Regions from separate parts of the Mus musculus genome. Here all the other regions are linked to region 5. Evidence: chromatin contacts called from public HiChIP or PLAC-seq and promoter capture Hi-C data. All regions are on one chromosome and are shown on one strand. Each heading gives the region's core, a stretch centred on a gene start, on an enhancer-like site or on the middle of the called end of the contact. The rest is flanking DNA. Distances are from core to core; before and after follow the strand shown. Region 1 holds the start of Disc1 (disrupted in schizophrenia 1). Region 2 holds the start of Fam89a (family with sequence similarity 89, member A). Region 3 overlaps Disc1 (disrupted in schizophrenia 1). Region 4 overlaps Disc1 (disrupted in schizophrenia 1). Region 5 holds the start of Map10 (microtubule-associated protein 10). Region 6 holds the start of Tsnax (translin-associated factor X).

The links. Promoter capture Hi-C pulls out the DNA fragments that hold promoters and counts their contacts. HiChIP or PLAC-seq counts read pairs in DNA pulled down with a chosen protein or histone mark.
Region 1: a contact with region 5 is called in an H3K27ac HiChIP or PLAC-seq map of embryonic stem cells, with 2.7 times the contacts expected there. The contact joins the promoter of Disc1 here to the promoter of Map10 in region 5. A contact is called at or near these places in 3 of 39 promoter capture datasets (hippocampal neurons, maxillary cranial neural crest and neural stem cells), 1 of 484 Hi-C or Micro-C datasets (CD8 T cells), 6 of 115 datasets of contacts at active chromatin or transcription factors (astrocytes, bone marrow-derived macrophages, craniofacial prominence and 3 more) and 1 of 9 other capture datasets (adipose tissue).
Region 2: an H3K4me3 HiChIP or PLAC-seq map of stem cell-derived neural progenitor cells shows a contact between it and region 5, with 4 times the contacts expected there. The contact joins the promoter of Fam89a here to the promoter of Map10 in region 5. A contact is called at or near these places in 1 of 39 promoter capture datasets (hippocampal neurons) and 1 of 115 datasets of contacts at active chromatin or transcription factors (stem cell-derived neural progenitor cells).
Region 3: a contact with region 5 is called in a promoter capture Hi-C map of hippocampal neurons, with 2.6 times the contacts expected there. The contact joins the enhancer-like site here to the promoter of Map10 in region 5. A contact is called at or near these places in 4 of 39 promoter capture datasets (embryonic stem cells, hippocampal neurons, liver and 1 more), 3 of 115 datasets of contacts at active chromatin or transcription factors (cardiomyocytes and embryonic stem cells) and 2 of 9 other capture datasets (adipose tissue and macrophages).
Region 4: a contact with region 5 is called in an H3K27ac HiChIP or PLAC-seq map of heart atrium, with 7 times the contacts expected there. The contact joins the enhancer-like site here to the promoter of Map10 in region 5. A contact is called at or near these places in 10 of 39 promoter capture datasets (the 3T3-L1 cell line, the C10 cell line, HPC-7-derived erythroid cells and 6 more), 1 of 15 datasets of contacts at CTCF or cohesin (the NIH/3T3 cell line), 1 of 484 Hi-C or Micro-C datasets (bone marrow-derived macrophages), 5 of 115 datasets of contacts at active chromatin or transcription factors (embryonic basal ganglia, embryonic forebrain, embryonic hindbrain and 2 more) and 1 of 9 other capture datasets (macrophages).
Region 6: an H3K27ac HiChIP or PLAC-seq map of cardiomyocytes shows a contact between it and region 5, with 5 times the contacts expected there. The contact joins the promoter of Tsnax here to the promoter of Map10 in region 5. A contact is called at or near these places in 3 of 39 promoter capture datasets (hippocampal neurons, pre-B cells and stem cell-derived epiblast-like cells), 1 of 484 Hi-C or Micro-C datasets (embryonic stem cells) and 2 of 115 datasets of contacts at active chromatin or transcription factors (cardiomyocytes and forebrain).

Annotation. Positions count from the first base shown.
Region 1 is chr8:125,052,936-125,056,610 of GRCm38.p6, reverse strand. It overlaps Disc1 (disrupted in schizophrenia 1), which reads right to left and starts at 2,416. Exons shown (of 13, transcript NM_174854.2): 1 at 2,327-2,416. The coding sequence starts at 2,381.
Region 2 is chr8:124,750,302-124,754,168 of GRCm38.p6, reverse strand. It overlaps Fam89a (family with sequence similarity 89, member A), which reads left to right and starts at 2,303. Exons shown (of 2, transcript NM_001081120.2): 1 at 2,303-2,629. The coding sequence starts at 2,360.
Region 3 is chr8:125,077,359-125,080,975 of GRCm38.p6, reverse strand. All of the region lies in intron 1 of Disc1 (disrupted in schizophrenia 1), which reads right to left. Among named protein-coding and RNA genes, the nearest start is that of Disc1, 25 kb to the right of the region's middle. Within about 2 kb of position 1,830, at least 19 of the 459 cell types and tissues checked have an H3K27ac peak or open chromatin away from gene starts, as enhancers often do. A contact at or near this core is called in hippocampal neurons, where this site is marked.
Region 4 is chr8:125,118,856-125,122,211 of GRCm38.p6, reverse strand. The region is part of intron 3 of Disc1 (disrupted in schizophrenia 1); the gene reads right to left. Among named protein-coding and RNA genes, the nearest start is that of Disc1, 66 kb to the right of the region's middle. Within about 2 kb of position 1,506, at least 8 of the 459 cell types and tissues checked have an H3K27ac peak or open chromatin away from gene starts, as enhancers often do. A contact at or near this core is called in heart atrium, where this site is marked.
Region 5 is chr8:125,668,299-125,671,943 of GRCm38.p6, reverse strand. Map10 (microtubule-associated protein 10) reads right to left here and starts at 2,126. Exons shown (of 1, transcript NM_028908.3): 1 at 1-2,126. The coding sequence starts at 2,074.
Region 6 is chr8:125,011,396-125,015,059 of GRCm38.p6, reverse strand. Tsnax (translin-associated factor X) reads right to left here and starts at 2,019. Exons shown (of 6, transcript NM_016909.3): 1 at 1,848-2,019; 2 at 1,446-1,550. The coding sequence starts at 1,863.

The sequences.
Region 1 (3,675 bases), core at 1,167-3,666, 620 kb after region 5:
AGATAGACAGATTGATAGATAAATGATAGATAGGTAATAAATGATTGATAGATAGATGCTGAAGATAGGTGATAGAGACAGAAGATATACAGATAGATGATTGATAGATAGGTAGGTAGATGATAGATAGATAGATGATAGATAGATAGATAGATAGATAGATGATAGATAGATGATAGATAGATGATAGATAGATAGATAGATGATAGATAGATAGATAGATACATAGACAGATACATAGATAGATAGATAGATAGATGATTGATAGATAGGTAGGTAGATAATTGATAGAAGATAGACAGACAGATTGATGGATAAATGATAGATAGGTAATAGATGATTGATAGATGCTGAAGATAGATGATAGAGACAGAAGATATACAGATAGATGATTGATAGATAGAAGATAGATAGATAGATAGATAGATAGATGATAGATAGATAGATAGATAGATAGATAGATAGATAGATAGATAGATAGATAGATAGATAGATGAAGATAGGTATAAACGGCAGAAACAGAAGACCAGGTATTACCTTTGACCAGGCAAAGGTCCACGCTCAGCCTGGGCTCCACCTGACACCTTCCCTTCAGCCTGTAATTGGAGACACCTGCATCTGACTTTGAGCCCCAGTCCCTGTTTAACCACCAGGGCCACAGGCAGGTGACTCCAACCCTTGCCACATCCAAGGGAAGATGAGGATGGTAGCACCAGCCCCTCACCGGTGTGAGGGGGACCTCATCAAAGGGCAGGACCAAGTGCCTGGCCCATGCACTCTCTGCAAAGTGGCACCTGTCGCCTGTAGGCTGTCACCTGCCCCAGTTCCAGATGTTCTGCTCTCCATCCCAGGGCAGCACTCTCAGGGCTAAGGTAATAATTACAGCCCAGGTGCTTTCTCTTTCTTATAAACAGAAGAGAAAGCCCGAGACTTGGAGAGACAGCTCAGAAAGCAGGTTTCTCATCCAGGGCTCTATTTGCTGTGGGCAGAATCCTGGCTAAACCTCAACGGTCTCCATGTCAGGTGCCAAATGTCTTTTCAAATACCCTGTAACTCAGACACTAACATGTCACACTGGCATTCCTGTATTGCCCACGATTATTTAGGTCTTGCATGGTCAAAATAATACTTAAGGACCCGTGCGTAGTGGAGCACACCTGTAATCCCAGCACTTGGGAGGCAAAGGCTAGCAAATTGGAGGCCAGCCTGGGCTAGGCAGCAGATTTAAGGCTAGCCTGGGCAACTAAGAGATTTTTGAGAATTTGCTTTGTATCGCAGAGATTTGGCCAGGGGTTTCATGTCCTCCTACCACATTAAACCCCTTTTAAAATCTACCACGTAGGCAGGAAAATCAGCTCCATTTTACAAATTGAAAAACTAAGGCATTCCCGAGTCCAGGATGCGGGTGCAGAAGACTCTTACCCTACACCCACCTACCAACCCTGTATTTTCCAACTCCCAATTGCAAAAATGTCTTCATAGAAGCCAGTTAAGGAGGTAGGGAAGCTAGTGATTAGTGCTCCTTTCACAGATGGGTAAACTGAGGCTCCAAGAGCCAAAAGAAGCTCCTAAGTCCTTTGCCTTCTCTCCTTGGCACAGCACACGCCCAAACTGCAAAGCCCAGTCTGGAGCAGATCTCCGTGCTTGTTTTATTTTTCATTGTTCTGATTTGATTTTGGTTTTTGAGATAGAGTCTCACTATTGTAGCCCAGATTGTATTAGAAAGTCTCCACAGTCTTCCTGTCTCTCGAGTGCTAGGAAAAGAGGCGTGTGCCATCACGTTCTTTTCTTGGGGTTTCTGACAGTGAGTTGCTGAGGTTGAAAAGCGGCCACCCACTTAACTCGATGTCATCACCGGGGTTGGTACGTGGCCCAAGCTGACAGAGGAAATGGAGCGGGTCCCCTCAGCCTGCGCTGCCCTGCGCGTCACAGTCCACACTCGGAAGTGGGCGGCGAGCAGCCCCACGGGAGGTGCGGGCTGCAGTTCCCACACCTCTCTCAACCTCGCCCCGCGTCCCCGCAGCGTCTGCGCCGGCCACCCGAGGGAGTCCTGGGATCGAGCTGCACTTGGGCGCTGCGGAAACCTTCGCGGCCACCGGGACCTCGCAAGGAAGGAGTGCGGGCGCGCCCTTCGCCGACTGCGCCTCAGGGCGGCCGGACTCTCGGGACGGGGACGCGCTTGGACGGGAGCTGCAGTGGGAGCTGGGGACACGACCGCCCGCACCCTGCACTCCCCGCTCACTGCCTCGATTTCCCTCCCCTGCATCAGGGTGCGCCCGGATCTCGGCAGGCCTCGTTCGCCCTCCTCCAGAACCCCGGGCCCTACCTGCGCCGTGGCTCGGACTGTGGATCGGAGCGCCCCGGGGACCCCCGCCCTGCATCGTGCGGCCGGCTGCGCCCCGGACGGCGGTGACTGTGGTGGTGATGGTGGTAGCGGCGGCCGCGGAGGCGGCGGGAAACGGGCAGGGGGCCGAGCCGAGGGCTGGCTTCTTCCTCCTGCCCAGGACCGCCGCTTCCTCTCCAGCCTCGGCCCCTCGCTAGCGCGCGCGCGCCGCCCCTCGCGGCTCCCAGACCGCAGCGCAGAAAGTTTTGCTTTTCACTTGGAGGAAACCAAGGAGGGGAAGTGTGATGGGGCAGTGTGGCCAGGGACCGAAAGACTGGGCGCTTCCCAGACCCTGGGAGTAAAAGGCGGGGTGGTCAAGAGAGGGACTTCTTCCTACCAAGTCGCGGTGAAGCCGAAGGAAAGTGACAGATGACAGGTCGGGGGGGGTGGGAGCAGCTGTTAAAAATGACTTGAGAATCGAATCTCTGGCAGCACGGGGCTGGCCAGGAGCACGGCACAAGCCTTGGCTTGTGCCAAGCTCCTGGCAGCTGGCTCACCTCCCCCATCCCTTCCCTTTGGCTGCTTCAGCAAAGCACCTGCTACAGGACAGTGGGTACAGGAAGTGCCAGTCAGGGGTTAGGCCCGTCATAACCTCGCCTCTGGACCCCGAGGCAAAAATAAACCTACAAAACTGAACTGCATGGAGTCAGCCGGAGACCTGACTGTGGGTGGAGCATGGGGCAGTGGGAAGAAGCCTGGGAGAGTGCGTGCTGGAAGGGAGGAGCCTGTGGCCCTAGAAAAAAGACCAGGTGCTGGAAAGGTGGGCCAGAGCAGTTGCCTCTTACCAGGAACCTTCGGGTAAGCACGGGCGGATGCGGCTGAAGTTGATAAAGACATGAGCAGAGTCAGGATTTAGTGCAGTGGGTAGGGTAACAGGGTTGAAAAAGGCACTGTGTTGGTATCCTAGTTTGCTTTACCTGTCAGTGTGACATAGCCTAGGGTCCTGTGAGCAGAGAGCTTTAGTCCATGATTACCTAGATCAGATTGGCCCGTATCGCGTCTGTAAGAAAGGTCTGGACAGTTAACTGGCCTTCGAAGGCCCAGCCCACTGTGGGCGGCACCATTACCTAGGTTTCGAACTATCCAAGAAAGCTAAGTGAGCTGAAGCCCATCTACGAGCCAGCTGGCAAACAGCGTCCTCTGTGGTTCCTGCTATACCTGATTGGCAGTGAAGTGAGCTCTCCATTGGAGGTTAATGCTGTGTGCTATAGCAAGCAGGCCTGCCTTAGGTTCCTGCCTTGACTCCCCTCAGTGATGGCCTGCGATCGATCTGAAGTGGTCAGCTAAAACGA
Region 2 (3,867 bases), core at 1,054-3,553, 920 kb after region 5:
TGCTTGCCACATGAGCTTGGGAACCTGAGTTTGAATTCTCCAGCACCCAGAAACCAGCAGTGGGGAGACAGAGACAGAAGGACCCCTGGAGCTTGCTGGCCAGTCAGTCCAGCTGATTGCTAAGCTCCAGGTGTACTGAGAGCTCTTGTCTCAGATGACCTTATTTTGACCCCTGGGATCCACACAGTGGCTTGCCTAAAAGCTGTCCTCTGACCCCTGCATGTGCACATACACAAAAATAAAATAACAAAATAAAATACAGCAGAAGACAACTGTCACTGGTATGCACACACACACACACACACACACACACACACAGCTTGATGGCATAGCTCAGTGGTGGAGGGCTGAGCTTTCCAGCAGATAAAAGCAGTATTTAGTCCCTGACATGGCTATGTATATAATAAATAAACAAAGCAGGCAAGCAACACTGACACTCCCCATGGGTGTCAAAATATTTGGTCAACTGTTGCATAATTGTGTCTGTTGATTCATGTAATCCTTATCAGAACTGAATAAATTCTGTGGAGATTTCTATCCATCTCAGGGTGTTATTTGCTGAATATATATATGTATACACACACACACCAAGGGCCCCAGACTGTTTTTAGCTGGTCCCATACTCTTTCCTTCAGCTTCTGTCTCCCTGACAAGGAGAGACTTTAAGGTGACTTCAGTGCCGATGTATTCAAATGCTTCCTGTTGCTCCGTCAGCTTACTTGACCTTTCTGCTAGGTCTTCTAGAGAGGCTGTGGTAAGGTGGCAGGTGATAAAGAGAATTCAGGCCAGGTTGTGAAAGGCAGGTCTGTTTCCTCCCCTCCCCTCCCTTCTTCCCTTCCTCCCACACAGACAATCTCAGACTCCCCAATTGCTTAACAGGTAGATGATGAAGGATGGCCTAGGGTTTGGGAAGGTGGCTGGATAATTACTGAAGGTGAGACACTGGATTACTGGGAAAATACTGGGCAGGTAGGTAGGTGGTCTCCTGGGTGCCCCTCGGATCTCACTGTCTGGCTGGATTCAACACTAACTTCTCAGATTGATTTTCGGGGTGGGTTCCACGCACAGCAGAAGAAAGCCCCCAAAGCAAGAGGGCACATTTATAGAAGGTATCTGAACTACCTGAAACATGTTCCTGCTGGATTAATTCAGAGTCATTCAGTCCCTTTATAGTTAGACTGAGTAGCCATTGGCATCGAAGTTCTTGATATTGACTCTAGGTTTCTCTGCTATTGGCCAGACTTCTGTTTCCTCATCTTGAATCTGAGCCGGTTACCTTTTGCTAAGGTTTGAGTCTTCCTGGAAGGGCGAATTCTCTCCCTGATCCATCTCTCTTCTCTTCAGGGTGTACTTTTACTCAGTTTTGCTGAAGTTGGTGAAGTCCCGAGATTCAACGTCTTTCTCTAACTCCCTGAGATTTCACTTAAAAAAATTCCACCTACTTATTTTAGTGTGTGCACACGCGCGTGTGTGCACATGTCATGAATGGAGCGTTTGAGTCACTACTTGCAGGAGACGGTTTTCTCTTTCCACCAGGTGGGGCAGAGTCCTTATTCCCTGTTTTAGATAGGGCTGAAAGACAAGTTGGTTCGTTTCTTTAAAAGAGTGAGCAAAGTGTGGCTGGCGCTCTCCTTGGCTGCTGAAGTTCGGGGAAAACCTTGACGCTCACAGAGGAGGCAAGCTAGGCCTCGTGAATGAGTACTGTGTGCGGTTCTGGCTGCTGCCAGCACCTGCGATCATCACGCCCACGCTAGGGCGCAGGCAGCACGGGGTGGGGTCGGTGCGGGGACTGGACCCCTTGGTAGATAAAAGTGGTTTCAGTGGCTGGTCAGAGTGAAGCCAGAGAGACCAAAATCATCCAGCCAGAAGCGTGGACAGGGAAGGGAGTAAGAGCCCATCTGGAGTGGAGGACGGAAGACCGCTGGGGCCAGGGGTGCAGAATGGCTGGTAGGATGGGCCTGAGGCTGGAGGTGAGGCTGAGAGAATAGCGGAGGTGACCAGCTGGAGGTGGGGTGCACAGGACTGGAGGTGGGACACAGTGAGGTGGAGACCCGCTGGTGGTGTGGCGAAAAAGGGAGGGGACTTGCACGTAGGGTTCACAGAGCTAAGACTTAAGGTGTCCCCGAGGGCTAGTCCGGAGCGCAGATGAGTGGAGGTCGAGATGGAGGCCAGGGGGCCCTGCAGGGCGTCGCCTCACTGCAGCAGCACAGAGCCGAGGAGAGGGGCGGGTCCCGAGAGGGGCGGAGACCAAAGGGCCGGGCAGCGGGCGGAACTCGGGCGGGCGGGAAGTGGGTGGGGACCCGTCGGGTTCCAGGGACCTAGGCTAAGCTGCGCGCGCGTGTGTCGGCGCCCCAACGAGATGAGCGGAACCGGGTCCGCCGGCATGGCCCGGGGGCTGCGCGTGGACGGGCTGCCACCGCTACCCAAAAGCCTGAGCGGGCTGCTGCACTCGGCGGCGGGAGGCGCGGCGGGTGGCTGGCGGCACCTGGAGCGGCTGTACGCTCAGAAGTCGCGCATCCAGGACGAGCTGAACCGAGGGGGCGCGGGCGGCGGCGGGGCGCGGGCGGCCGGGATGCGGACCAAGCCCCCCAACCTGGACGCCGCGCTGGCGCTGTTGCGCAAGGAGATGGTAAGGACTAGGCGCCGTGAGTCCCGTCGTGGGACACTCTCTTTTGGTCCCTGAAAGCCCGGACTCCCCTCTAGGGCTTCCCACGGCTTCACATCACCTCCGGCAGGGCAGCTTCAGATGCTGGGGTTCTCCCGGGCCAGGTCAGGGCGCGGCGAGGTTCGCCTGCCGGGTCTCAGGAGAACAGGCTTCCTGTGCGCCTGCGGGTCAGTGTGAACAACAGATGGGTGGCCGGGCCCCTCCCCGGCCGCCCTCCAGGAATCCGATTACCGGCGCGGAAGCGGTACTCGGCCGGGTGAAGTCCTTATGTCTGGTCACAAACAATGGGTTTAGTTTTTTTCTCCCTCCTGCGAAGTGGAGTAGGTGTTCCTGCACCAGGACGCACGATTCAGGGTGATGCCAGGGCAGAGATTTGGGCCGCAGGGAGCTCTTTCCCAGGTTGCTTCCTGTGGCTAGCCAGGTAGGGAAAGACCCACGCAACCCACCCATCCAAGTTCTTTCCCCTAGACTAAGATCTTCTACCCTGAGCCTAATACATCTAGCGAATTGCATTTGCTTAGATAAATCCATACTTAGTGTGTTTACAGCCTAATCATGAATGGCTGAGTGAAATAAAGAGACTGGCCCCCCAAGTGTTTGAGGTATTTTTTTTTTCTTGCATAAGACGCAAGGCGCATGGTGACTCTTGGTTGTGAAGCTCTGCTTTATAAACATGCTAGGGAGGCTTGGGAGCCCAGCTACATTCCCGAAGGTATTTCCCAGGTCCCTCCTGCTATGACTAAGGTACAGAACCTTATAATTATGCCTTGGGCGGTAGCTCCGGAGCTCAGCTATAGGAAATGAGCTGCTGTCACTCTGCCTGATAACAATGTTAAAGGTAGGGTTTGGCTACAGGCCCTGACAGGCCTTCTCAGAAAACCATCACGAGGCTCTTCCGTCTGTCTGGTAGCTAGCTGTTCAAGAGACTTACTGTCCTGGGGGAATGGTGAGGTTTCCGAGACAGTTCACATCTCGCTTAAAAATAGTCGTTCATTCCAGAGCCTTCTGCAGAATGTCTGTGTCGATCTATTTAATTTGAGGGCCAGAGGTCAAATCTGTGGTGGGGATATAATTCATGTCGGGACAGAATGTGACAAGTGCCAGAGAAAGGGACAAAGCACAGAAAGAGGGCGTGTCCCCCAATACAGTGGGGACTTCTCTATGGAGTCAGGGAGGTGGGAAGGCCGGAAGTGACCGGGAGA
Region 3 (3,617 bases), core at 581-3,080, 590 kb after region 5:
CCTTTGTATGCCAACTTGGAGATATGTTTATTCACAAAATTGTTCCAAATTATCAGCATGGCACATGTAAATTCTTCCCCAGAGATGGAAGCGCATCTCTACTTTGTACTTTCTTTTCATAGTACTCAGAACGTAAGCCCACATCAAAGCCTTGTGCCACTCTTAATGCCTAACCCAAAAGATGACTTGACAACAGCATCACATGGTCCTGCCAGGAAAGTGTGTGTGTATGTGCGTGTGCATGTGTGTGTGTGTGTGTGTGTGACTATCTGTCTGTCTGTCTGTCTGTCTGTCTGTCTGTGTGCCTGGGGGGTTCAATGCTCTTTCCACATGCCAGCTCTGGCTCATGGTGCAGGCATGTGAGGGCAGCGGAAGGAATCCGATCTGCGTGGTGCCAGCCTGTAGTGGCATCTGTACAGTCCTGGGTTGTAGCAGCTTGCGGCGGGTGGGGGCTGTGACTGATGGGTCTGAGATGAGATGTAATACAATTAATTGTCTTTTACAACTGTTGGAACACAGTCCAGAAATGGAGTTGTGTGAGGGGAATTCGGAGCGCTTGTGAGAAAACTTCAAGGAGACAAGAGAAGAACCTGGTGGCCTCAGATTCTTCAAGACGGAACTGTCCTTGGGGTGTGGTTTTGTGCCTCTTCCGGGTGTAGCAGATAGGAGTGAGTTTACATCAGCTGTCGTCACTCAAATGACCCTATGGAAAACCGTGTTTTGCCATGTACGACTTATACTGGTGATTGTAAACTTCGCTTGGGAGACTCTTCTTAACCCTCAGAATATAAATTGTCTGATGCTCAGAATAAAGTTGGCTATTGCATGAGATTTTAGTCAAATTTAGTTTTAGGTCCTGCTCTCCCAGGTTCATACCAACAGCTAGAGCAGTAAACACACAATCCTTTGACTCTGTCGGAAAACGTATCTAGTGCTGGGCCAGCACGATGGCTCAGTGAGTGAAAGTGCTTGCTGCCAAGTCTGACAACCTGAGTTCAATCCCTGGGACATACATGGTGGAAGGAGAGAACTGGCTCTAATAGGTGCCATGGTATATATAGGCACACACACACATGCACACATACAAATAAATAAATGTAACAAAATAATTTACCTCCTCTAGTCTCCTGATATTGAAACTCAACGTGTGATTTAATATCTGTATTTTGTCAGTGTTTTTCTTTGTTGCTGCATTGCTTTTGCTGAGCATAGAACTCAGAGCTTCATGTGTGCTAGGCAAACGCTCCTCCACGGGCCATACATAGACCCTCTTCATCTTTTGTAAACTTTGAGGCAAGGTCTCACAAGTTGCTTAAGATGAACTTACTCTGCAGCCCAGACAAGCCTGGGACTTATAATCCTCCTGTCTCAGCCTCCCGAGTAGTTGGAATGACCACCTGTCTATCCTTAACTTCCATGTTCTTCCACATGTTACAAGAACGAAAACCGCTAGACAGAGTGACTTGGTTCTGTCTGATTTGAGCTCCATCAGCCTTTGAAGATGACAGTACTGAAACGGTGGGTTAGACGTCACTCAGTTAACCTGCATGCTACTTGAAAACGAAGCGCTTGTTTCAATGGATAAATACCCTAAGGAAAGAGACAGCAAGAGTACTCAGGATGTTTAAGAGTAAATTCTTGAAGAATTCATTTACATACAAACCATGCACATTAGTTGCTAAGAACTTGGCTCTTCCTGCTTTTATGGTGCTTCTATATGGTGAGATCTTGAAGAAAGCAGTGAACTTTACCCTCAGAGTGAGGGTGTGAGGAAGCCTTGGCCTCCACCCATCTGAGGTGAGCCTTGGATACAACCATCTGTTTCCACGTTGTGGAAAGCACAAAACATCTCCACCCAGCTCTCTCCGCAAGCTCCAGTATCCAAAGCAGCACGGCTTACGACGGTTGAATTATTTAAATGAGATGCCACTGTCTCTTGCAGTCACTGCCATCAGACAGATATTACATAAACTCTCAGATCAGGGCCATCTGCCACAGCGGGCTGAAAGCCAGAGCTGCTGGCTGCTCCCCGAGGGCTGCGATTCAGAGAGTGTTGGTGGCTCCTGTGCAGACTTGGGTGGTGTCAGGTGACCTGGCAGGTTGGAATCAAAGGGACAAGTGCCTGAGCCACTTGAGGCTGGGCTCTCCAGGAAGGAGCGAGCCTCACAGCAGGGGTCAGTGGGCCTGGAAGAGAAGCAATACCCAGTGGGCACCGAGGTCTCGCTCTGTGGAATGCAGGTCACTGGTGATGATCTCATAAAAAAGCACGCTTCACATGGGGGCACCTATCTCCACAGTGCAGAGACAGCCCTCTGCCTGCCGCACTGGCTCTCACCACCTTCTTCTGGTTCCTGAGGCATAAACAACAAACTCATCCTCTTTGAACATCCTGTGGCCAGGTCCGTGTGGTCAGCAAGCTCTGTGGGCCTTCTGTCTTCAGACAATGGTGGTTTTCTTGTTTGAAAGTCTCCTCCAGTCTGCCTTCCTGAGACCTCTTGATGCACCTCTGATCCCAGCGGGAGCCCTGGTGGGGCAGAGGAGATATTCTACAGAGAGACATGTGTGTCCTGAGTCCATGCTGAGAGGGACAGAGGAAGCTGCTGGGAACGGAGAAAATGGAGGCCACCTGAGGCCCAGTCTCCTCTCCTTCTCTGTGTTGTGGCCATCATGTGCGTTCAGAGTCACATGTGTATATGCATATGCATGTTCAAATTTACATATGTGTACACATGCATGTTCAGATTCTCATGTGTGTATATACATGTGTGCTCAGATTCATATATGTGTGCACACATGTCTGTGCATGTGGAAGACAGACAACTTACATCCTTGACTGTTGCCCCTCGGGTGGTGACCATCTTTTTTATTTTTAACAACATCTGACGTTGGCCTGGAACTTTACAAGTCAGGCGAGTGAGCCTCAGGGATCTTCCTATCTCCACCTCTCCAGCACTGGGACTGCAAGTGCACACCACCAAACACACCGCCATGCACACCACCATACACACTACAATGCACACTACCATGTACACCACCATACACACACGACAATGCACACCAGCATGCACACCACCACACACACCACCATGCACACCACCATACACACTACAATGCACACTACCATGTACACCACCACACACACGACAATGCACACCAGCATGCACACCACCATACACACCACCGTGCACACTGCCACCCACACCTTTTTAATGCGTGGGTCCTAGAAAAACAACTCAAGTCCCCGTGCTTACACTCGGCTCTCTCTCCAGCTCCCATGCACTCTCTCTGCACAGAGTCCACACCAACCATGTGCAGTCCACCAAGGTGCTCACCTCTTCAGTATCAACGGCGTCTTTTAAAGAAAGATTTTTCTGTCCTGCGCTTACAGTTGGAAGCCTCTAATCAGCTTTGTTTTAAATCCTCCAATTTGGAGATTATACTCGTGGGCACATTTTCAATTACCCAGCTTATCTTGGGGGAGAACCAGAAAGGATTAAACCAGCCCAGCCTCCAAAAGAGCCCCTGGCGACAGCAGAGGGGATGTCTGGATGGGAACAGGATCTGGGCAGAAGCAGAAAGACTCAGCGATGTATACCTGTCCTAGACCCGTGAGGAAG
Region 4 (3,356 bases), core at 257-2,756, 550 kb after region 5:
CAGAGAGAGAAGAATGTTCTCTTTCCCTTTCTATTCATGCAAAAGCCCTGTCCTAGGGGTGGTACCTCCCACAGCCAGGGTAGGTCTTCCTCCTCAGTGAAACCTCTCTGGGAAAACCCTCATAGACGCATCCAGAATCTATCCCCCTGGGGAGCTTAAATCCAGTCCACAAAGGAGACTAGCCATCACAGGAATTTGCCCAGGACCTGTCCTACTGCCCTAAGGGTATCAAAAAGTGGATTCCAGGACCAAGTCCCAAATAACTGGACTTTGTCCACACTACCTTCTTCACGACTGCCTGCCAGAGCTAATTGGATGTTGCTTTCCAAACACTGTTAGTGATACATCCTTTTCAATACTGGTGTTCATCAAACAGGCCACTCGGTTTTCTTGGTCCAGGCTGGGCAAGGTCTCCCAGACTCTACTGAGATATTCCCACTCTTTAACAAGCACCTGAAGGTCATGTGGCTTTTTTTCTCAAGAACTTATATATTGTTCTATAAAATAAAAACTTTTGGTGAAAACCACTAAAAATCTTGTTAAATGCTCATAAAATGAAACGCTAATTAAGGCAGTTATAATGAGATTCACTGTGCAGGGGCCAGGGAAAAACCTGAGTTCAACTCTGAGCTTAGCCAGCTGTCTGTCTGACCTTCAAATTATTTAGCCTTTCTAGACTCCAGTTTCCTGATCTGTTAAAAAAAAAAAGACATTAATAATAATCTCTATATTATGGGCCTAGGGATTAACCACCATAATCTAAACAATACATCAAGCTTTATGTCTGCAATTTAGTTAATGTCAAAGGACTGGTTATTATTAGCAGCCCTGATGTGTACGGCTTTGGGAGGCTCATGCTGTGTTTAAAAATCCCAGCCTGGCTTCCCTTGGTCCTCTGCTATGCTCTAAACTGTCTCCTGGTCCTGGATGGTCCCTAAAGGGTTAATCCAGCAAAGCAATCACCATGGAGAAGAAAACAAAGGAAAACAGGGAGTAGAACAGGAGAGGTCCCAGCTCAGGCCGGCTCTGTGCTGTCACTCACTCTGGAGACCCTGGCCACCTGAAGTTCTCTTTCAGGTTTAGAAAAGGGAATGTGAATACTCAGCTGTGGCATTAAAGCCTTGGCCACTCTCTCAACTTTCTCAGGGATTCTAACTCTGCAACGGCCACTAGGCACAGGGGATGCAACTTCCTAGGCAGCATCTTCTCCATTTGGTACTCTACACCCAATTTTATATACTGGTAGCTCACTGGTTCCGCAGGTTACACCCCCCACCCCTTATGCTGATGGGCTGTACCAAGTAGAAGCCCTGAGTGACTCTCGCCTTGAATTTTAGGGCCATTCATAGTGAGCAAACCAAGGAGACGTGGGATGAGGGTAAAAGGGGGCAGCAGAACCACTTACACCATTGGAAGGGATCTGGTGCTGTCTCAAGGTACACGGAGCCATGGATGGCTTTGAGCAGAGGTGTGCTTTGAAAGCAGTTAGTGCTCCGCTGCCCCAGCCCCAGTCTGCTGCTATGTTGGGCAAGTCTATAAATGGGCAGAATCTGGGACAACCAGGTCCCCACTGCCCTCAAGTCAAGTTCTGAAGTGACCAGGGCAAAGTGGTGGTGACAGAATGGTCCTCTGGCAGACAGAGACAGGAAAGTGTCACACTCTCCACTGATAACCTGCAGCTCTCTCTTGGATGGTTCTTGCCTACATTCCTGAGATGCTAGGCAAGCCCAACCTGCCCTGCATGGAGAGGATCACAGTCTACACTCCCATACACAGTCTACACTCCCATACACAGTCTACACTCCCATACACAGTCTACACTCCCATACACAGTCTACACTCCCATACACAGCCTCTACACTCCCATATACAGTCTACACTCCCATACACCGTCTACACTCCCATACACAGTCTACACTCCCATACACAGTCTACACTCCCATACAGTCTACACTCCCATACACAGTCTACACTCCCATACACAGTCTACAATTCCCATACAGTCTACACTCCCATACAGTCTACACTCCCGTACACGGTCTACACTCCCGTACACAGTCTACACTCCCATACACAGTCTACACTCCCATACACAGTCTACACTCCCATACACAGTCTACACTCCCATACAGTCTACACTCCCATACACACTCTACACTCCCATACACAGTCTACACTCCCATACACAGTCTACACTCCCATACACAGTCTACAATTCCCATACAGTCTACACTCCCATACAGTCTACACTCCCATACACAGTCTACACTCCCATACACAGTCTACACTCCCATACACAGTCTACATCCCCATACACAGTCTACACTCCCGTACAGTCTACACTCCCATACACAGTCTACATCCCCATACACAGTCTACACTCCCATACACAGTCTACACTCCCATACACAGTCTACACTCCCATACACAGTCTACAATTCCCATACAGTCTACACTCCCATACACAGTCTACACTCCCATACACAGTCTACAATTCCCATACAGTCTACACTCCCCTACACAACCAGATCCCTCTACCAGCCACGGCATCTCACCTCTCCTAACTGTAAGCTTCTAGTATTAGAGAAAAAAAAAAAAACGATGTCACTCTACCTGGCACCTGCAAGGCTCAGAGACCAAGCACATCTGGTTAAAGGGAGTCTTGGAGGCCCTCAGCCTGTTCATTCAGCCTAGGTCATTGCCACTAACAACTGCATGAGTAGCAAAATTTAGATTCTCCAGAACCCACATAAATGCCCAGTAGGCACAGCAAGCCATCTATAATTCTAGAATGTGGGAAGCAGAGATAGGTGACCTCCAAAAACAAGCTGACTGACTAGACTAGCTGTACAGCTGAGCTCTGGGTCCCACTGAGAGACCTTGCCTCAATGAATAAGGTTAAAAGCAACAGGGGAAGATTCTCTACATCAACCAAGGGTCTCCACATGTATGAGCATGCTCATCCCTGCACACACATGCAAACGCACACATACACACATGCACACTCACACACACACACACACACACACACACAAGATTCCCTATAGCAACCTAGGGCCTCCACATGCATGAGCATACTCATCCCTGCATAAGCATGCAAACACACATATACACACATGCACATGTACACACACACATGCAAACATGAGTAATAGAGGAAGATTCCCTATGTCAACCAAAGGTCTCCATATTCATGAGCATACTCATCCATACACACACAAACATACACACATTCAAACACACATGCACACACATGCAGATATGAACAATAGAGAAAAATTCCCTATATCAACCTAAAGTCTCCACATGCATGGGCATACTTATCTCTGCATACACATACATCTGTCCACACATAT
Region 5 (3,645 bases), core at 877-3,376:
TGAACCCATCCCGATACAGTAGTTCTGAGATGCTCTCGCATGAACTTTTTCTACTGGTTGGTCTATTTTCACTTGTATCAGCAGCACTTATGGCTTTGACTTGCCTACCATCTTTCCCCTCATCCACAGTTTTGTCAACAGTAGGTTCCTGTAGGGAAAGCCCTGGGCTTGGGACTTTGTTTTTCCAGTTTCCCCCGAAACTATTTGATCGAAGAGATCTTTCTGGGGTGACAGAGCCTGCAGGGCTCACGGGTGCTCTCAGAGCAGTGACAATGGTTCTGTTTTCACTCTGGTCAACCATTTCTTGTTTCATGGCATGGCTCTGTTTCACTTCTTTAGTTGTGCTTGACTCATCAAAGCCTGCCCTGATTTGCATTGAAGTATCACTACCTTCCTCAAAAGACCCAATGGAGTCTAAAGATTCATCCCCGGGCAGCTGTGGTGGCAACTGGCTTTGAACTGCCAAGCTTGGTAGTTTCCCATTAGAGTCTGTTGGTGTATCTGCGGGCAGCTGTGGTGACATCTGGCTTTCTGCTGCTGAGCTTGACACCTTCCCTTTCCAGGAGGGGATTCGCAACTTTGGCCCCACAGCTTGTATCTGTGACCTCCTGTACTGTTCTCTCTTTTCATGTACAACCAGCATGTTGGGGTTTGTCTGCTGTAAACGCAGTCTCAGTGTATTTGTTAAGCCATACAGCAGCCTCCCCTTTGTAACCTTTGGTGGGGGGCTGCCACCGATCTTTGGATGTTTTCCTTTAGGGTTCTTTTTAGACTGGGGATTCACCAACTTTTCATTTTCTCGCACAGAAAGCTTGTTGCTCTTTGATTCCGACGGGGATGTGGACTTGGTGGAAGGGTCTGGCCCCTTGTCTTCACCTCTGTACAACCAGGCTAAATGGGGATGCACCTGGGTGGGGCTTGCCACGGGCTGGTTGCACAGCAAGGACAGCTCAATCAATAAAGCATTCAATAGTGGCAGCTGTCTTATAGCATTGACTGGACTTTGTTCAATCTGAGGAGGACACGGAGCTTCGTTCGCTTCTCCTGGACCCTGAGTCTGAGGAAGATTTGGAAGCACAGGAGGGCTCTCCTGCACTGCAGCTCTTGTATGTTTCACTGGCCTTAAGGGAGGACTTACGAGTTTTGTTTCGGGAAAAATGTCATCTAGATCCTCAGGTTCATTTCTCTGAGGCTCAATAGTGATTTCAACCCTGGCTGAAGGAGTCTTTTCCTGAGTCAGGTGAGTGTAATACAGTGGAGGAGGGCAAAATGTGTTGGTTTCAAAGTCCAGTTCTGTGACATCCTGACTGACAGAACTGACAGTTTTCCCACTGGGAGCGGGTGAACAAGGGGCAGAAGCCATGTCCCCAGAGCTAGCCTTACTGTGTAAGACCGCTTCTTCCCAGGACTTCTGGACAACTGAGGCGTCTGAGTCCCCTGCAGACCAGCTGTTGGTATCCTTGGCACATGGCTCTGAGCCCTCCAGAAGGCGTGCATTTGAGACACACTGTAGACATCTGGCAGAGATGCCTTTGGTGCATGGCTTCGAGGTCTCCTCGGTTCTTGGCTCTGACACCTCCAGGGCTTCGGAGTCCAGGATACAAGCAGGGCTCAGAGGGCCTCGCAGCTGCGGAACCCCCGGGGAAAAGCGTCCCAGTTCGGTCAGGCGATAGAAGAGCGCCAGCTCCCCAACACGCTCGGCCTCTGGCCCGCGCAGGGCGAATACACCTCGCTGGCCCAGGGAGGGGACCAGCAGGATGTCGCAAGCTCCCACCAGGCCGGGCGCAGAAGTCGGGCCCACGGGCAGTTGCAGCAGGGCTGCGCGCAGACGCGGGCGCCGCAGGGCGGCAGGGTGCAGGCGCAGTAGGCAGGCCTTGCCGCGCCCGAAGCTGATGGCGCCGCGCTGGGGCTCCGGGCCAGGAGCGGCCGGCGGGAAGACGAGCAGCGGCGGGAAGTCCAGCAGGCGAAACGCCACAGCCGGGCTCGCGGCGCACGGCGACAGCCCGGTCTCCAGCCGCACCCAGTCCACGAGCAGCTCCAGCGAGAAGAGCCGCCCGGCCGCCGTGGTCGCCATTGCTGTTGCCCCGGGCGACGCCGCCAGCTCGCTCCGCCAACCGGAAGCGGGAGCGAGGGTCACGTGACCGGCCGCGCCCTCGCGAGACTTGACTTCCGGCCCCGAGTGCTCTTGGGAGTTCTTTTGCCTATGGGGTTTTGTCGGAGCAGCTGCGTGATGCTGAGGGAGTAGACGCGCTCAAGCAGCACTCTCTCTAAATTTTATATAAATGAATATAATTTCTATTTTATATTTCATCACCGCAGGTCCTACGTCTTTAGGGATCACGTACCGGAAGTAAATGGGCCGCCCTGCCCATTTAGGCCTCAGAGCCTGCTGACCACTGCTCAAGTCAACCTTTTTTGTGGTTGCTGTGCATCTGTCAGAGGCTGTAGCTTCTGTCACCGGCTCCTTCCTCTCTTTGTCCTCTCACACAATGACCACTAGTAGGCCATCCTGCCCTCACCGGACTTGTGGCTTCTTGAAGCCTCAGGAGGTTTGACCTCAGCTTCCATCGTGACCACCTTGCATCGCCCAGGTGTAGGGGAACTCTCAGTGTATTGGGACAGTGCACCCTAACACCCACCAGAGCCCTCACCTCCCACCCTGACATCTGACCACCCTGGTGTGTCTTCAAAAAGACTCTGTTATGTTAGTTGATGCAGAATTCCCTACGGATGGGAACCCACTAGCTTCGGGTCTTTACTATATAATATGAGGGGCCGGGGGAGAGGGATCATGTACTATCCTAAGGTATTGAAAATGATGGGTCAGGGCTGGAGGTGCAGCTCAGTGGAAGAGTGCTTGTTCACTGCATACAATCTCCAGTACCACCGCCATGAGAGCGGAAGAAGTGATTGGTTCAGTTAGTAGGCAAATGGCATTGGTACATATGTCTGGGAGGAGCGGTGAGTGAAAGTAGTGTCTGCCACTGGAGATCTGTAGTGCACAAGCTACGCACAGAGGAATTTAGCACCAGCCCATTTTACGATTTTACATCTCAGATCCAAGTTCAGAAGCTCCACAACTTCCAGGGTGTCTCGAAGATTCCCAACCCTGGTCTCTCATATAAGACGCAGATCAGGAGTCTCCCTTCCTATTTATTTGATCTAAGTCAGAGCTCACAAAGACACGTTGTGTTGGTCTCATGTTGTGGGTGATTCTGAGGCAGACACAACCCTTGTGCTTCTCTCTCTCTCTCTCTCTCTCTCTCTCTCACACACACACACACACACACACACACACACACACACACACACACGTCACTGTCTCACTGTCAGGATGGTAGCACAGTCACAAGGATAGAGTAGAAAAACACATATGCAGTCATATAGTCCTGGCTCCCTCAGTTACACCATCAAGGGAAGGAGGGAAGCAGGTGACCAACTATCAGCTGTGATGCTCCACCCTCCACAGGCACCAAAATATGCTGGGTTCTTACCAGCTTCTTGTTGGTCTTAGTCCTCTTGGTAACCTCATCAGTTAGGTTGCATAGCAACAAGTGTTCAAGCTGCAATAGATGTTAGATCTTCCTGTCTTTAGTTAAGTGTGGAAAACTAGCAGCATCCATGTCAAAAACATGGCTCAGGGAA
Region 6 (3,664 bases), core at 770-3,269, 660 kb after region 5:
AGTTGGGGAGGAAAGGGTTTATTCAGCTTACACTTCCACACTGCTATTCATCACCAAAGGAAGTCAGAACTGGAACTCAAGCAGGTCAGGAAGCAGGAGCTGATGCAGAGGCCATGAAGGGATGTTACTAACTGGCTTGCTTCCCCTGGCTTGCTCAGCCTGCTTTCTTATAGAACCAAGATTACCAGCCCAGAGATGGTCCCACCCACAAGGGCCCTCCCCTCTTGATCACTAATTGAGAAAATGCCTTATAGCTGGATCTCATGAAGGCATTTCCTCAACTGAAGCTCCTTTCTCTGTGATAACTCCAGCTTGTGTCAAGTTGACACAAAACCAGACAATACAGATGGGAAGTGAATGAAAGTAACCATCGTGTCCAAGGAGTCACTTGAGCTGGGTATCAAAGAGAACATGGTCCACTGGGCTGGTAATGAAAGCACTAAGTCAGAAACAAATCCAAGCTCAAAGAACTATCCACCTATGAGAGAAAGAAACAGGAAAACAGCAAATATGTGGGAAACGACCAGCTTGCTTCATTCAGTATTCAGCCATGTCAATTTTACCTGGTTTCCTCACACTCATGAAGACCACTGTAGGTGCTATGTTCTTTTAAAACTGTCCACATTAGCCGGGAAGAGGGAGGGGGGGGAGTGGCGCACGTCTTTAATCCCAACACTTGGGAGGCAGAGGCAGGTGGATTTCTGAGTTCGAGGTCAGCCTGGTCTACAGAGTGAGTTCTAGGACAGCCAGGGCTACACAGAGAAACCTTGTCTCGAAAAAAAAAACAAAAACAAAAAAGAAAAAAACACAAAAACAAAAACAAAACTGTCCACACATTAGCTGGGACCCTTCTCTTTACAAGGTGCAACCTAATTCTTTCTTCCTAAATATGAAGCAGTTTTTACTTTGCGTTACTTTTAGCAAATGCAAAGTGGCAAACATCTATATCCCAAAGCCCTTGACTATGGTGGCCTATATTAACATTAGTAAACAGTAAAAAGTCCCACATAAAAAGCATTAAATGTTAAATAATATGGAAATATCTGCCACATTCTTACCAACTGTTCTGTATGTAACATCATCTTCACACTTACCATTTACTAGCACATATATTTATATTTAGAGTGTGTTAGATTGGTTACTAGACTGGCAAGACTTATTTTGAGGTAGCACTCTGCATAGAACAGGAACTATTAGTGAATCTCGTACATACATGTACACTGGTATTCTTGTTCTATTAACTTGGTCAAGTTATCCTGATATCGGAATGTTTAGAATACAGATTTTTTTTTTTTCTGGGCAGACCTAGCACCAACACGAAACATTCAGGAAAACTAAGCCTTACATCGGCATGGACTAAAGGCTCCCTAACCGACCCCACACCCGAACACTACGGCGACACGATTGTTACGGTTATGGTTCTAATTCTCCTAATGGAAACTTACATTTGAAGGCCAGCATCACCGGCGAAGACAAACTGGCATCCTTCCCCTCTCTCCTTTGGTTATGTGGGAAGGTGTCATGCTTCCTCTTCCTGAACCCTCCTGGTCCTTAGGCAGAAAAGAAGAGATGGATGGAGCCCTTGCGATGCCGCGCTAGCACAGCCCAGGCTATCCCCTTCGTCCCCCGGTACCCACAGGGCTCGACCTCTCCAGCCACACACAGGTCCCCAAACTCGTGCACTGGTGCAGGGGTCGCACAAAACGCGGCTTGAGACCCCAGGCACCCGGCTGCGCTCTGGGTCGGTCCGCAGGGTCCCCTGGGGGCGTGCGATGGATGGCACGGTGACAGCCGAGCACAGGGGCCAGGCCCTGCCAGCCCCTCCCCTCCACGCGCCGGCCCCGCACCTTCTTTGCCGTTCATGGCCGCGGGGCCTCGGCTTGCACGCGCAGGGATCGCAGCCGCCGGGCCAGCTCAGCGAAAGGCCGTCGCGGGACGCCGCGCTGAGCCCGTGGGTGACAGCGCACACCACCCTGGTCGCAGTAGGCGGCCGCCGGAAGCGGATCCTTCACGCAGCCTCAGCCGGGAGCTGCGTCCGCCGCGGAGTCCCCTCGGCCGCACACACTTCCGGCCCGTGTCCCACACCGCCTGGGCGGGCATGCGGGCGGGCGCGCTCCTGCAGCAGCGCACGTTTCCGGCCGGGCTCCCGGCGCGCTCCCTGTGCTGCACATACTTCCGGTCTGTGTCCCGGCTTCTCCCACGTCCAAGTGCCTACCCGGCGCTCTCTCTCAGTCGCGCATGCTTCCGGTGTGCCAGGTTGTGGTGCAAGCCGTTGAGTGCCTACCTGAGCTGTGTAGTCCTGTCGCGGGCAGCGGCCTCCTGTCCCCTCGCCTCTCTGAGCAGCCTCCTGCGTCCATGCATGCCCTTGGCATGTGCTGGGTGCGTGGCACCTGGAAGTGTCGCAAGGTCTTCGAAGAGAAGCAGCTTTGGAATAGATGGAAAGTTTGGTCACATTGTCAAGCCCTAAGGCTGTTGTTTGAGCACATGCTACCTCACCTAGCTAGTACCATTCCTTTGAGGCTTCCAGCAGCCCATTAGAGACCATGCTCAATTAAGATTACTTATTGAACAAAGCCCAACATCTTGAGTCAAGTTCAGCCATGTGCATGTTACAGACATTTTAGTCACACAGTCTGTTCTTGTTAACTTAGGAACAGACACACTTATGGAAATGATATACGTAGAATTAGCCAGTGAAGTCAAGGCCACAACAGCATCACAGGAGGGTCTCCCAGCTCAAAAATCAGGCCATAAGCTGTCACCATTGAATCAGCAAAAAGCTAGATGGTTTGGGCAGAGTCCTGCATGAAAAGGCTGTGGGGGAACAACAATGGATGAATGTTGGACACATAACCATCTTGAATTTCTGTGACTTCTGAGCCCACATTCACCAGTTGTCTTAGCGTTTGTATTCCTGCACAAAACATGACCAATAAGTTGGGGAGGAAAGGGTTTATTCAGCTTATACTTCCACATCGTTATTCATGCCAAAGGAAATCAGGACAGGGACTCACACAGGAAGGAACTTGGAGGCAGGAGCTGATGTAGAGGCCATGGAGGGGTGTTTCTTACTGGCTTGCTTCCTCTGACTTGCTAAGCCTGCTTTCTTATAGAACCCAGGACCACTAGCCCAGGGATGGCACCACCCACAATGGGCTGGGCCCTCCCCCCTTGATCACTAGTTGAGAAAATGTCTTACAGCTGGATCTCATGGAGGCATTTCCTCAAGGGAGGCTCCTTTCTCTGTGATAACTCCAGCTTGTGTCAAGTTGACACACAAAACCAGTATTCCACTATTTTTGACGATGTGGGGCTACAGGGATTGCTCAGTAGGTGAAGTACTTGCCCTGCAGGCATACAGGACCCAAGTATCACCGAGAACCCATATAGAACATCACTGAGGAGATGGAGAGATACAGATCTTTGGGGCTTGCTGGCTAGCAGGTTAGAGGTTCTGAGCCAGTGAGAGACCCTGTCTCTAAAAACTGAGAGGTGAAGAACACCTGGGGAACGATATCTGCTATTACTCTCTCTCTCTCTCTCTCTCTCTCTCTCTCACACACACACACTCAATACATGCATGCATGAGACACATGCATGAGCAAAAACAACAACCAAAATATGACCTGACCATGCTTTAAAAAAAAAAAAAAAAAAAAAAAAC